Regions from separate parts of the Mus musculus genome. Here region 2 is linked to region 1. The links are chromatin contacts, called in public HiChIP or PLAC-seq maps. All regions are on one chromosome and are shown on one strand. Each heading gives the region's core, a stretch centred on a gene start, on an enhancer-like site or on the middle of the called end of the contact. The rest is flanking DNA. Distances are from core to core; before and after follow the strand shown. Region 1 has its middle 60 kb from the start of Tgfa. Region 2 has its middle 47 kb from the start of Fam136a.

What was found. HiChIP or PLAC-seq counts read pairs in DNA pulled down with a chosen protein or histone mark.
Region 2: a contact with region 1 is called in a FOXA1 HiChIP or PLAC-seq map of pancreatic cancer cells. The contact joins two enhancer-like sites. A contact is called at or near these places in 2 of 15 datasets of contacts at CTCF or cohesin (the NIH/3T3 cell line and large pre-B cells), 2 of 484 Hi-C or Micro-C datasets (the G1E-ER4 cell line and embryonic fibroblasts) and 7 of 115 datasets of contacts at active chromatin or transcription factors (embryonic fibroblasts, embryonic stem cells, pancreatic cancer cells and 1 more).

What each region holds. Positions count from the first base shown.
Region 1 is chr6:86,131,600-86,138,487 of GRCm38.p6, forward strand. It overlaps the pseudogene Gm19596. Among named protein-coding and RNA genes, the nearest start is that of Tgfa, 60 kb to the right of the region's middle. Within about 2 kb of position 2,557, at least 27 of the 459 cell types and tissues checked have an H3K27ac peak or open chromatin away from gene starts, as enhancers often do. A contact at or near this core is called in pancreatic cancer cells, where this site is marked.
Region 2 is chr6:86,315,339-86,322,275 of GRCm38.p6, forward strand. No RefSeq gene overlaps it. Among named protein-coding and RNA genes, the nearest start is that of Fam136a, 47 kb to the right of the region's middle. Within about 2 kb of position 3,738, at least 88 of the 459 cell types and tissues checked have an H3K27ac peak or open chromatin away from gene starts, as enhancers often do. A contact at or near this core is called in pancreatic cancer cells, where this site is marked.

The DNA.
Region 1 (6,888 bases), core at 1,307-3,806:
TACATGTGTGAGTGCAGATGTGTGGGCAGAGACCAGAAGAGGGTGATGGAACCTCAAGCTGGAGTTCAAGGCCACTGTGAGTCCCCGGACCTTGGTGCTAGAGATCTGGGTGCTAGGAACTGAACTAAGCAGAAAATTCTCTTAACCTCTCTAGTCTTGATCTCTGAGTCTTGTCTTCTTTTTGAGATATGGTTTCTCTGTGTAGCCCTGGCCATTCCAGAACTTGCTCTATAGACCAGGCTGGGCTTGAACTCAGAGATTTTACTGTCTCTGCCTCCTGAGTGCTAGGATTAAAGGCCTAGCCACCTCTGCCAGGCAATCTGCTTTGTTGACAGCTGATTTAAAAAGCCTTCTTTGAGCTGGGCGTGGTGGTGCACGCCTTTAATCCTAGCACTTGGGAGGCAGAGGCAGGCGGATTTCTGAGTTTGAGGCCAGCCTGGTCTACAAAGTGAGTTCTGGGACAGCCAGGGCTATATAGAGAAACCCTGTCTCGAAAAAAACAAAAAAACAAAACAAAAAAAAAGCCTTCTTTGAAATGTAGATTGACTCCCTGCAGTCTTCCTGGGTCCTCTTCTTAGCTAGCTGAGAGAGCCACTTGTCAAGGACTGTGTAGAGAGTTGGGTAAGCCCTCCTGACTGAAGAGAAGACAGTGGTGCCAGGGAGAGGTAAGCCTGCCATGCTAAGAACAGAAAATCTGTTTTTCATACTGTTCAAAGCTGACTTGTTTCCCCTTCAAAATGTACATTCAAGTCTGAACGGCTTCAACTTATGGCCTGGCTTTCAAATAGAGTCCTAGCAGATGCAGTTGGGTAGAGCAAAGCCAAGCAGGACAGATGTGGCTCTAATCTAGCAGGCAGTGTCTATAATACACAGTGCAGCACAAGAGACCACTCTGGGGAGACACATATCCCTCCAGACCTAGGGGGGAGAAGGCAGGTGTGGTTGCAGGCAGAGACCAGGATAGTGCCAGGGAATTCCCAAGGCCACTCGACAGGAAAAGAAGGATCCTCTTTAGAGCATTTGTGGGAAACAAACAGCCATACTGCCCCCTTGATTTTGGGGTGGTATCCTCCAAAACTGTTAGAAAGCACAGCTTATTTTTTATAAGCCACCCATGCTGTGGCAAATGCACACACACACACACACACACACACACACACACACACACACACACACACACACACAAACACACACACTTCCATACATTGTGAGGGTACTAGATTCCATTCTGGAGTCCCCTGAGTGACACAGATGAAATCTTAAGGAGGGACCCACTCCCTCTTAGTTCCATGTGTGAATGGTATCGAGCTAATAGCTGTTGGGTGTATCCTGTGATGGGTTTGGGCAGATGAGCAGGAATCCCCTCTCAGGGAGGGGGCCTTCATATCTCAAAGGCAAGGTGGACATAGTCTGAAGCCTGGAGCAACGGTCTCTGTCCAGCCTCCCAGATCAAACTTCAAGGCCATCTTTAGGCTGAAAGCCAGACTTCAAAGTCTAAAGGTTTCTTACAAAGTCAAAAAGGAAATCTCTCCTGCTTTCTGTTCCTTTTTACTGTATTTCCCAGATTTCTTTAAATGTGGTTTCAATGTAATGAAAAATTATAATGGTTGGGTCATGAATGTTTCCCAGAGGCCCATGTAGTGAGGACTTGGCCACAGCCCATGGTGCTGTTGCAAAGTGGTAGTGTCTCTAAGTGGAGGGTTCATTAGAGAAAGTTACATCACTGGGGTGTGTTGCTGATGGGGATACTGGTACCCAGGCCGTCCTCTTCCTGTCTTTGTTTAGCCCATCATGAAGTAAATACCTTGTCCTTTGCCACCCTGTACTATCACCATGATATACTCTGGCACCAACAATCCCAAAGCAACATGGCTACACAAGCAGCATTAGGCCTTGAAGGCTGACACAGGAAACTTCTTCCCTTGAGTTCATTATCTTGGGCATGTTGTTAATGCAGCAGAAGGCTGACTAATACCACTGACACTTAGGATGTTGTCGAACTTGCATTTAAATGCTTTCTACTTACGTATCACTTGTTTGCCTCCATGTTTAGTGTAAGGCACATTCTATACTAGTATATAATATAATATAATGGCATGTTTTAATACCTCTATAGAAAACGAGAGGCTCGCTTAGGAAGAGTTGCCAATATTTTCCATGCCGTACATTGGGCATCGCAAAAGGCAGCACAGCCTTAGAGGCAGACACTAAACACCGGCTCCTCAGAGGTGCTAGTCTTTTAATGTTTTCTGATAATCTTTGTTTTGTTGAGGCACATTGTTTCAAACATCAAATTGATCTGGGAGAATACAACACAGCTCCCTTCCCACCTGTCCCTACTTTACACGTGCTGGGTCCTAACAGCTGCCACTGTGAACTGTTGTCATCACCAGACTGCACATCTCTGTGTTTCTAGCTCATGTTGTGAGAGCTGCTGTCTTGTCCTTGAGCCACAGACTTCCTGTGGTGGTAGATGAGAATCTGTCTCTCTTCCACCACCCCAGTATCTTTACTTCCTGTCCCCTCCCCTCCATGTAATTATTACAGTCCTAGGCCAAATCAATGGTCTCTGCTAATGTTGTCATGCCTGGACAAACATTACTCACAGCCCAGCCTTGCCCAGTGGTGAGGTTTCCTTCCTTACTTTTTGTTTTTAATCTATAGTTAATAATTGCCTTCTTTTTATTGACTTAATTTTTTTTAATGTATTTTTACCTTCCAGAAGTTACTCAGAATAATTTTCTGTTTAAAAAAAAAAAACTATGAGAAGCATGAACCTTTCCTCTTTATAATCTCCCCCATGTATTTTGCTATAGTGATTGAAAGCCCATTGACACAAGCTTTGTGTCTCTAATGTTGCTACTGAAAAAACCAAAGCAATTCAGATTCTTCTTTTTTTTTTTTTTTTTTCTGTCTTCTTCCTCTCTGAGAGCTTGTAGGATGTTCCCGTTGCCCTCACAGTTCTGAAGCTGTGTAATGATGTACCTTCGTCTGGATTTACTGTTAAGCAATTGGCGAGTCCCAGAAGACCATTTGCGTCTAAAGAGTCATGTCCGTTGGTTTTGGGAAATTCTCTTACGCTGTTGTTGATGATTGTTATTGTCAATCTCCTCTGCTCTCTCTTAAATTGCTACTGGTCATATTCGGATCTCGGATTTCTTCTAGTTACCCTCTGATGTTTGTACGTCATCTCTCCTGCTTTCTGTTTCTTTTATTGTATTTCCCAGAAGATTTCATCCAATGTAGTTTCAGGTGTTTCTATTGAGTTCTCATTTCTCACATATTTAAATTTTCTTAAATGCACACACATATACTAAAAACTAAAATAAAATTTTCTGTACAAAATATTCAGCATTGTACAGTCTCCTAATTTTTATTTTCCACTCCCCATTCCACTTTTTCAGTTTCAACATTTTGTATCCTTTGCATATTTTTATTCATCCTCCCCTTGTGAGTATTTTTAAATCTTTTACATGTAGAGACAGTAGATATATTCAGTCGGGCACCTTAAACCTGGAGGCCCTTGTGGCTAATTTCAAACTACAATTATAGCTAACTTTTATTGATGAATTTGAATGATTTGGTTTTACTTTTGTGTCATATACCTGGATGTGCCTTTGGAGACCAGCAGAGAGCATCAGAGCTCCTGGAACTGAAGTTTCAAGTGGTTGTGAGCCACCTTGTGGGTCCTAGGACCTGAACTTAGGTCCTCTGCAAACACAGAAAACACTCTCATCTGAGCCATCTCTCCAGCCCTTCATCTTAATTATCGATTATAGTCACCCACCCACTCTCCTAACTCCCTCAATCCTCATGCAGCTCATAGGAGGAAACTCACTGTGACTCAGCAGGGAAGCCAGAGCATGCAGAGGAAACGTGCCTTGTACAAAGTTTCCCATTGAGGAAGAAAGGAGAAACCGTTGGGATTGAGACGCAGAATTTAGCCTGCACTCTGTCTCATCTCAGAGTTATTACAATCCTTTCTTTTCATCTAAAGTTTGGTTACCAAAGACAAAGAACATGAAAGGATTCCCTTCACTTCTCATCTAGACAGATAACAATGCTTAGCAGAGCTGCCGCGTGTCAGGCTGTGCACAATTCCCATTCAACGCTCAGCATTCTCAAGTGGTAGTTATTAATTGGCATTAAGTGGTAGTTATTAATGGGCTGGCAAGATAGCTCAGTGGATAAAGGTGCTTGCCATAAGTCTGACAACCCAAATTCAATCCCTAAAACCCACCTGGTAGGTAGAGAGGACAGACTCTCAAAAGCTGTCTTCTGACCTCCACACTCATGCTGTGGTGAGCATCCCCTCACCCCATATCACACACAATAAACAATAACTTTTTTAATTACCACTGAGGCTCAGGAGCCTTAAGGAATTTGCCAAATGTTCATGTAACTTCAAAGCCAAGGAGACTCTAAGCTATGCTCAGAATTTTGGGAAGTGTCTATGGCCAGGGCAGAACAAAGTGTGCTGTGTCCAAACACTTAGCAAAGTAAACATTCTGTGGCTCTTCACTCTAGTTGTCATCTTCAGGGGTCCAGGTATGCATATGGGAGAGATCGCCTTTCTCTGTGTCCATAGCAATAATCTTCTCTTTAGGTTTTACCATTTTAATATTTTAATTTGGTGCTGGTATTCTTGTATTTTAATCTGTCACTGTCACTTATTTTCTAGTAGTGACTATTTTTCTTCAGTTCAGTTATGCCTTTTAAAAAGTTTTGTGTGTGTAGATTTGTGTCTCTCTGTGTGTGTGTATATATGTGTGACACTATGCCATGTGTGCGCAAGTGTGCTTAGAGGCCAGAAGAGGGCGCTGGATCCCCTGGAGACAGAGTGCATGCAGATAGTTGTGAGCTACCCACCATAAGTGCTGGGAAACAAACTTGGGTCTTCCGCAAGAACACCCAATGAGTGTGACTGAGGTGCACTCATTCAGTCACTGGCTGGAATTGCTATGAAACAAATGTGTTGATGGGCCTAGGGAACAAAGTTGGGTTCTTGTTCCATCACATTGCCTGTGATAAAAGATCCAAAGGGTGCTTCTCATGGGAGCCACACTTTCTATGTTCTATACTTATAAAAGAATTGTATTTCAACCTGAAATTTTGTGGTTGATAGTTTAGCAGGATATAGAATCCAGAGGCAAATTAGTGTTCCCTCAGAACTTTGAAGGGTTAAGTCCATTGTCTTGTGGGCTAGAGGGATTGCTTAGTGGTTAAGAGTGTGTACTGTTCTTGCAGAGGACCTGATTTCAGTTTCTAGCATCCACACTGGGTAGTTCACAACTCCCTATAGATCCAGCTCCAGGAGACTCCACACTGGCCTTCGCTGGCACCCACACAGGTGTGCACTTACATACATATACTCATATATACACGTAATAAGTAAAATCAAACATTGAAATCCATTGTCTTCTAGAATCCAGTTTCTGATGAGAGCTCTGATATCGATCTGACCTCTGTTTCACAGAATATGTGTCTGTAGTTCCATCTGTCTATCTTTATCTCTTTTCTTTTAAAATCCATATCTCTGCTTTTAGTTAGCTACCTTTGAACTGTAGAAATGTGTTAAAGATGTGTATGACTGACAGCGCTATATGAACTTCATGTGTGTGAGGTTTATGCATGTGTGTGTATAAGTGACATGTGTGTGAGTGACACACGTGAAAGCCTGAGGACAACACTGAGGGTGGCTGCTTTATCATTCTCCACATTACCCCCTTGAGACAAGGTCTCTCACCCACCTGGAGCTTTCTGCCCTTTGGCTCAGTACACCAAGCAAGCCTCCAAGATCTTCCTGCAGCTACCTCTCCCAACACTTGGTAGCGGTGTATGTGCACCCAAACTCTGCATGGGTCTTGGAGATTCAAATTCCAGTCTTCATGCTTATGTTCCAGATACCCTTACCCTCTTATCCTCTGGGCCACCTCCCACCTGGACTTTTTACATTGGAAAATGATTTTCTGTTCTCAGCAAAGTGTTTTAATCCTGCATCTGATGTGCTTCCTGTTTCCTTGCTGGGTAGCATCTTAGTTGGATAACTGACTTTCTGAATTGATTCTTTAAGCTGCTCGTCTGTCCCGGAGGGTCCCCCTGGGGCCTCGTGTTCTGGAATATCGTTTTGACTTCATCTTTTAACTATTCTCCTAATCTTTCTTATTAGTTTCCTTGTTGTCCCATCTATGGACACCCTGCTTTTGTTTTTGTGTGTATCTTCACAACATCTCAAAAAGATCCTAATTAAAGACTTGGATTTCAGTTGTTTTTGCTTCTGTGTTGAGACAACTCTTCCGTGGACTGTTTGCACACCTCTGTCGTTTCACTCACGGGGTGTTTGGCTCCTCCCTGGGGATTGTCCCATCATCCATAATGATAGAGAATGGTTTTGGTCTTCTTCCAGAGCCATCACGGGGTTCCCTCCCAGGGCGTGTCTGTTTTTCTCTCCCAGGCTCTCTTGGGATGGGTGTGCTGACCAGAGGCCTGCAAGGCTGGGGAGTAGCTCCTGGGAACTAGCACACAGATTGCCAGCCTGAGGATGGGGTTCCCCAAGCGCATACACAGACCTCTCCTCCCAAGGGCTCCCACTCTGGCAATCCTCTTGGCCTCAAATGTAAATTCAGCATCTCATGAGAAGAGCCTTGATGTGCAGGGAACAACGGGGCTTCCTGTAGACAAGTTTCTAGTGACACTGCAAAGGGTAGGGGACTTTGGAGTAATCCCTTTGGTTGGGCTCTTTCTTTCTTATACCTGCTCTGCATCCTCCTACCAACTGTGACAGGGGCTTGAGATGAGAGAGCGTGCAGAGGGGGTGATGGCTTCTTCCTTTGCTGGTGCTTCCTCTTGCATATTCTGGGACATTTTGTTTTGCCCTGTTTATTCATC
Region 2 (6,937 bases), core at 2,488-4,987, 180 kb after region 1:
ACATGCATGTACACATGCATACCACATACATAAACATGTAGGAAAAAATAAAAAGAAAGAAATAAAAAGAAATTGGAACTTAGAAATACTACAAAGCTTTACCTAGATTCTCTCTCTCTCTCTCTCTCTCTCTCTCTCTCTCTCTCTCTCTCTCTCTCTCTCTCTGCCTCCCACCACTAAAACTCCACAAGGACAAACTTCAGCCCCAGTCCTTTCAGGAGACCCGGGGTTATTCAGCCTTCTCCGAGGGAGCCGTCAACTGTACTCACCCCTCCCTCAAGGCAGGCAGGTCCAAGCCCTGAGAGGGAGCATGGCGGAAGCAGCCCTCGCCTGCCCAAGAAGAAGAGGGTGCAGCCTGGTGAAAACTTCCAGGGTTTCAGTTAATATAAGACCTTCCCTTGGTAGGGCTTCCCTCTTCTCCTTTAGAAAGTTTTCAGAGCTCTAATCACAAGGCACCAATTCCAAGACTCCTCAGGCTTAAGCATCTTAGTGAGTCACTCATGAAGTCCAATCCTAGATAGGATGGATACCTTCTGGTGACATTTTAAGTAATGGTGGTGCTGTGGGCACTGTTGGGATGGACATGGTTTGAATAAGTATGACCCCCAGAGACTCATGTGTTTGAATGCTTGGCCATAAGGAGGTGTGGCCATAAGGAGATGTGGCCTTATTGGAGGAGGTGTTGCCTTGTTAGAAGTCAGTCTTTGTGGAGGTGGAGCTTTAAGGTCTTAAATGATCAAGCTATGCCCAATAAGAAACACATCTGGTCCTCTTCTGCTGCCTATGGATCAAGATTTAGAACTTTGACTCTCCAGCACCATGCCTGCCTGCCTGCTGCCATGCTTCCCACAATGATGATAATGAACTAAACCTCTGAAACTGTAAGCCAGCCCCAATTTAATGTTCACTTTTATAAGAGTTGTCGTGGTCATGGTGTCTCTTCATAGCAATGAAACCCTTTCTAAGACAATGGGTTAGTTTACCCCATAATACTTGTACATTAGAAACTTGGTCCTGGTATAGCAATGCTAAGAGGTGGGGAGACCTTTCAGAGACAGAGCATTGGGTATGGAGGAAAGGAACATGGCTCCCCTTCTCCACTTCTGTCTCTCTGTCTCACCATGCAATCTGCCTCTAGCAGGTTCTCTTATGGCAATGCCATGAAGGGATGTAGCCAAGGAGTCCTCACTGGATTCCAGATAAGGTCACCCAGTCTTAGATCTTTGGCCTTCAGAATTGTGAGAGGAACGAAAACCTCTTCCTTATGAAGCACCCAACCTCAGCAACAGAAAATGGACACTCCTCTGGGCTCCTGGGGCTCTCTGAGGACAGTCTTTCAGGAGAATCCTTTCCTATCAGATTTATGCTCCCCCATAAGAGCTTGAACACTTCTTCAATCAGCATCCCTCTCTACCCTGAACCCTGAGACCTCAATGAGCCAACCATCCCAATAACCTAAAACATCATCATCTCTGTCCACCCGGAAAAATAAGGTCAGGGACCAGTGAGGACCCCTTGGCTACAGCACTTCATGGCATCGTCGTAAGAGGCAGAGACTGCATGGTGAGACAGGGAGACAGAAGTGGAGAGGGGGAGCCATGCTCTATACTCAATGCCCCATCTCTGAAAAGTCTCCCCACCTCTTAGCATTGCCACATTGGGACCAAATTGCTAACACACGAGTGCTCTGGGACAAACTAATCTAAGGGCATCAGAGTCCGACTCAGAAGGGTTTCCTAGTTTAGGAAGAATGTTTTCCAGAGAAGAGCTACATGGCCTTCTGGAGTTCTACTCTCTCTCCCAGAGGAGTCTCTGCATACCATTCCTAGTGGCCTCCTCAGAGAGGAGGCCATGTGATCACCCTTAGATCTCTACCAGGGCTGACCTCCAAAATCAATCTCACTTTGACTCCTTTGGCAGAGCACTCCAGTGTGTGTGCCAAGGAAGTGGTCCTTTGGCTGGGGTGGGGGCAGCAGGGGGCTGTTAGTCGGCAAGGAGAAGCCTTGTAACTGCAGCTGGGTCCAGTCATGGCATCTGAGTCTGGAAACCAAAGGCAGCATGGGTTAGAGAGAGGGGAGGGAGGCTTATTTAGAAACTACATCACACCATCCAAATTAAACAGACCATTTGCTCAAGTCCAATTTCCACCTCTGATCCTGTCTCCACTGATTCTTACCCTGTGTAAGAGCTTCCTCCCTTCCCAGAGTGCCCCCCCTTCCCCATGGATTCAAAGAATTCTCTTAATTATCTATAAAAACATACTGTCAGCCATGCTGCTTTCATGGGGCTCAAGCCTTACAGCTTAACTGATTTCTTCCCTGTCACGGTGACCAAATAGCTAGCAAACCAAGGAGGAAAGATGTCTTCTGGCTCGTGGTGCGAGGGATACAGTCCATCATGGTAGAGGAGGCATGGCAGCAAGACCCACACCAGTGTGAGTGAAAAACTGCTTGCTTCTGGGGCTGGAGAGATGGCTCAGTGGCTAAGAGCACTGACTGCTCTTCCGAAGGTCCTGAGTTCAAATCCCAGTGACCACATGGTGGTTCACAACTATCCATAATGAAACCTGATACCTTCTTCTGGGGTGCCTGAAGACGGCTATAGTGTACTTACATATAGTAAATAAATAAAATCTAAAAAGAAAGGAGAAAAGAAAAGACTGCTTGCTTCCATCTCAGCGGGTCAGGGAACAACAAGGAGGATGCAGGTACGCTGCTTATGTTTTTTTTGTTTTGTTTTTTTTCCCGAGACAGGGTTTCTCTGTGTAGCCCTGGCTGTCCTGGAACTCACTCTGTAGACCAGGCTGGCCTCGTACTCAAAAATCTGCCTGCCTCTGCCTCTGCCTCCAAAGTGCTGGGATTAAAGGCGTGCGCCACCACTCTTTTTTTATTCCTTTTTGTGCATATCTGTGTGTGGTGTGCTTGTGTATATGCATTTCTGGTATGTGTGTGGGGGCACACGTGTGTGCTTGAGTTTGTGTGTCTGTAAGCATGTGTGCATTTGAAGGCTCAATGTAAGGAATCGTCCTCCATAACTCTCCCACCTTGTTCACTGAGGCAAGGTCTCTCAATCAAACCCAGAGCTCACTGATATGGCTTGTCCCGCCAGCTGGCCTGCTCTGGGGAATAATGTCCTATCTCTGCCTTCTGGGTCTCTGGGGATCTGAACATGGGGCCCCACTTGTATGGGAAGTGCTTTAACTGTTGTGCCATCTCTCCAACTCCTTTTTATTCCGTCTAAGACCCCAGACCGTGGGATGGTGCCACCCACACTGACAGGACATCTTCCTCCTCAGTCACACCTCTTTAGAAATGTCCTCATAGACACACCCGCTCAGAGCCATATCTCCTAGGTGATTCTAAATCCAGCCAGGCCACAGTGAAGACTAACCTTAGAAGAAGTCATCGTCCTTTTGCCCTGGGAACGTATGTTCCACCCACCAGGAACCATGATTCATATCTTGCGAACGTTTGCCTGTTTTGTGCAGAGATCTTGTTTTGTGTTTCTGAGGAAACTGTGAGCTCCCTGGAGCCCAGAACTGGGCTGTGTATATATTTTGTTTGTGACAGTAAGTGCCCTGTGGTTCTGAACTCTTAGGAACTGTTCAGGTGTTTGGAGCTGTACTGAGCTGAAGGGAATTAAAGAGAGACCACAGCCAAGCATGACGTCACCAGGCACCGACTGGGGAAACGGATGGTGGATTCCAATGTCAGGTGAGTCACAGTAGGCAGGCCCAGAATGTATGATGAATCACACACAGGCCAGTGCCTGATACAGCAGCTATGCAGATACTGCACTGGAGAGCTCTGTCTGAATGCTCAGAGAGGAAGAAGAGGGTGGCCTCCCAGATATTTGGATGAAGACAACACCAACTCACAACTAGGCTAATGCCTGGCGGAGCCTCACTAGGTCAGGGGCCTGGCCCCAAAGGGTTGCTGCTTATTAATCCAAAGCAAGGACGGAGCGCAAAGCATATGCATTCACCTCCTGCTGTGTCCCAGGAACCCAAGGGCCTGGGAGCTGCACGACTCCCCAGGTCACAGCAACAGCCACAATGCCTCAGTCTCCCACCTCCAAGTCCAGCTGTTCCCAAGCTCAAGCAAAGAAGGCAAAGAAATACAGGTATGATGGCACATGCCAGCTCTAAGGGGGACGAGCCAGGAAAGATCACAAGTTTGAAGCCAGCGTGCTACAGAGTGGAACCCTGTCAAAAGAAAAGAATTTTAAAAAGTGAACATTGTGGTAAAACTTGGTGAGGGAACAGGACAATACCCCTTGTGTGGATGTGCACATGTGTGTGGGTAGGTATGTACATGTGTGTGCATATCTTTGGAGGCCAGGAGTCAACCTCAAGTGTCATTCCTCAAGAGCCATGTGGTGGCTATTCTTGGTTGTCAACATGATTGCATCTAGAATTTGCTAAAACCCAAACAGCTAGGCACACCTCTGAGGAAGTTGTTTTCTTTTTCTTTTTCTCCTTCTTTTTCTTTTTCTTTTTCTTTTTCTTTTTTCTTTCTTTTTTTTTTTTTTTAATTTATTAGATGTAGGTACACTGTAGCTGTCTTCAGACACTCCAGAAGAGAGTGTCAGATCTCGTTACAAATGGATGTGAGCCACCATCGGAAGAGCAGCTGTGCTCTTAATGGCTGAGCCACCTCTCCCGCCTGGAGGTTGTTTTCTTAATCGAATCATTGGATGTGGGAAGACCCACCTTTAATCCAGACCTTTTGAGGTGGGAAGATCCACCATTAATCTGGGCCATATGGTTTGCTGGCAGTCTATATGAAGGACACGGGAAGAGGAAGCTTGCTCTCTTTGCAGGCTTGCTGCTGCTCTTGCTGGCAAGTCCATTCCTTTACTGGCATTAGAGCCTACCCTTAGGGGATTCCGGTGTACACTGAAGACCAGTCAAAACATACAGCCTCATGTACTGAACAACTACTGGAGTCTTGGTACACTGTCTTCCATTGGTAGATAGTCATTGTTTGACTAGCTGGACCACAGCTTGTAAGCTGTTCTAATAAATCTCCTGTGTGCGTGCGTGTGTGCGCATGCGTGTGTGTGTGTGTGTGTGTGTGTGTGTGTGTGTATGTGTGTATGTGTGCGTGTGTGTGTGTGTGTGTGTGTGTGTGTGTGTGTTCATTCTATCAGTTCTTTCCCTCTAAAGAACACTGACTAATACAGTCCATCCATCCATGCTTTTTTTTTTTGAGGCAGGGTCTCTCCCTAGCCTGGAGTTTTCCAAGTAGCTGGCAAGCCCCAAAGATCCACCTGTCTCTGCTCCTTCTTGCTGGGGCTACAGACATGTGCCACCATGCTTAGCTTTCTTCCTTTTCTTTTTTTCCATGGATTCTGGGCTCAAACTTGGGTCCTCAGGCTTGCAAGTCAAGCATTCCACCAACTGAGACATGTCCCCAGCACCCCCCCCAGGACAATATCCCTTTGCAAGATCACTGTAAATTATAATAGGAACCTTCTACAAATCAGGCAGAATTGGTGGAGTTCATGGTGAGCAGTACATGGAGTATTCACCAGAGTCATGCTGTTGGCCCAGGCTACTACAACCACATAATGGGGCTCAGCCAACTGTGAGGAGACCCTCATACCGAAAGTTCTAGAGACTGGGAGGCAAAGACCCAAGTATCAGCATGGCTGCTTTTTCCTGAAGCCTCTCTTCTAGATGCTCCCACAGCACCGCATGCTTCCCTCTGTGGGCATGTCCTACAAGGACACCAGTCATGAGCCACAGGGAGTCTTGCTAACAGTATCATATCGCTCAATTAGCTCTTCAACATCTCCAGACCTGGAGGGTCCAGTGTCCCCTCTTCAACATAGGACATTGGAGAAGGCACAGTTTGGCCCAGAGCACCCAGTCATGTCTTCCTCTGAATATGCTGGTAGGAGTTGTCAAAATGCTCCCCCTCTCTCAAGGGTATGTGGGCTAGTGTGTTTGAACATTGATCTAGAATTTACCATGAAGATGAGGGTCTGCAAAGTCCAACAGCCATAACAGGACACAGCCTTGAGGGTCACCACCTAGCACTCAGGAGGAACTGCCCTGGACTGGTCTAATGACCTTGTCACATTCTCTCAATGTGCTCCACCCAGCTCCCTGTGCAAGTACAGAGTAAGTGGAGAACTTTCTAGAAGAAACAGAGATTCATCTGCCCCTTTTGACATGGAACAAGACTTCTGGGTTAAAGAGTGAAGGGCAGCTAACTGGATGTGGTAGGATCACGCCTGTGATCCCAGCACTCTGAAGATCGGAGGCAGAAGGTTCAGAAGTTCAGGGTTATCCATGACTACATAGGGGATTGAAGGCTATCCTGGGCTGCATGTGGCTCTGTCTTTTAAATTGAAGAAAAAGAAGAAGAAGAAGAAGAAGAAGAAGAAGAAGAAGAAGAAGAAGAAGAAGAAGAAGAAGAAGAAGAAGAAGAAGAAGAAGAAGAAGAAGAAGAAGAAGGGGAAGGGGAAGGGGAAGGGGAAGGGGAAGGGGAAGGGGAAGGGGAAGGGGAAGGGGAAGGGGAAGGGGAAGGGGAAGGGGAAGGGGAAGGGGAAGGGGAAGGGGAAGGGGAAGGGGAAGGGGAAGGGGGGGAGGGGGAGGGGGAGGGGGGAGGGGGAGGGGGAGGGGGAGGGGGAGGAGCTGATTTGTAAAGAACTTGGCTACTATGCAGGAGTCCTGGGCTCATACCCAGAGCTTGGGTGCTGGATAAGATAGTGTAACCCCTTTATCCCAACCCTTAGAAAATGGAGGCAAAAGGATCAGAAGTTCAAGGTCCTCCTCAGCTACACATCGAATTCAAGGCCAGCCTGGGATCCATGAGAAGCTACAGTGAATGAGAAAAGGAAGGCTCCTGGCTCCTCCACTCAAGACCTGAGGCCGCCAGGGCTGCTACCAGCCTAGACACCAGCCTAGACACCAGCCTACACTGTGTGT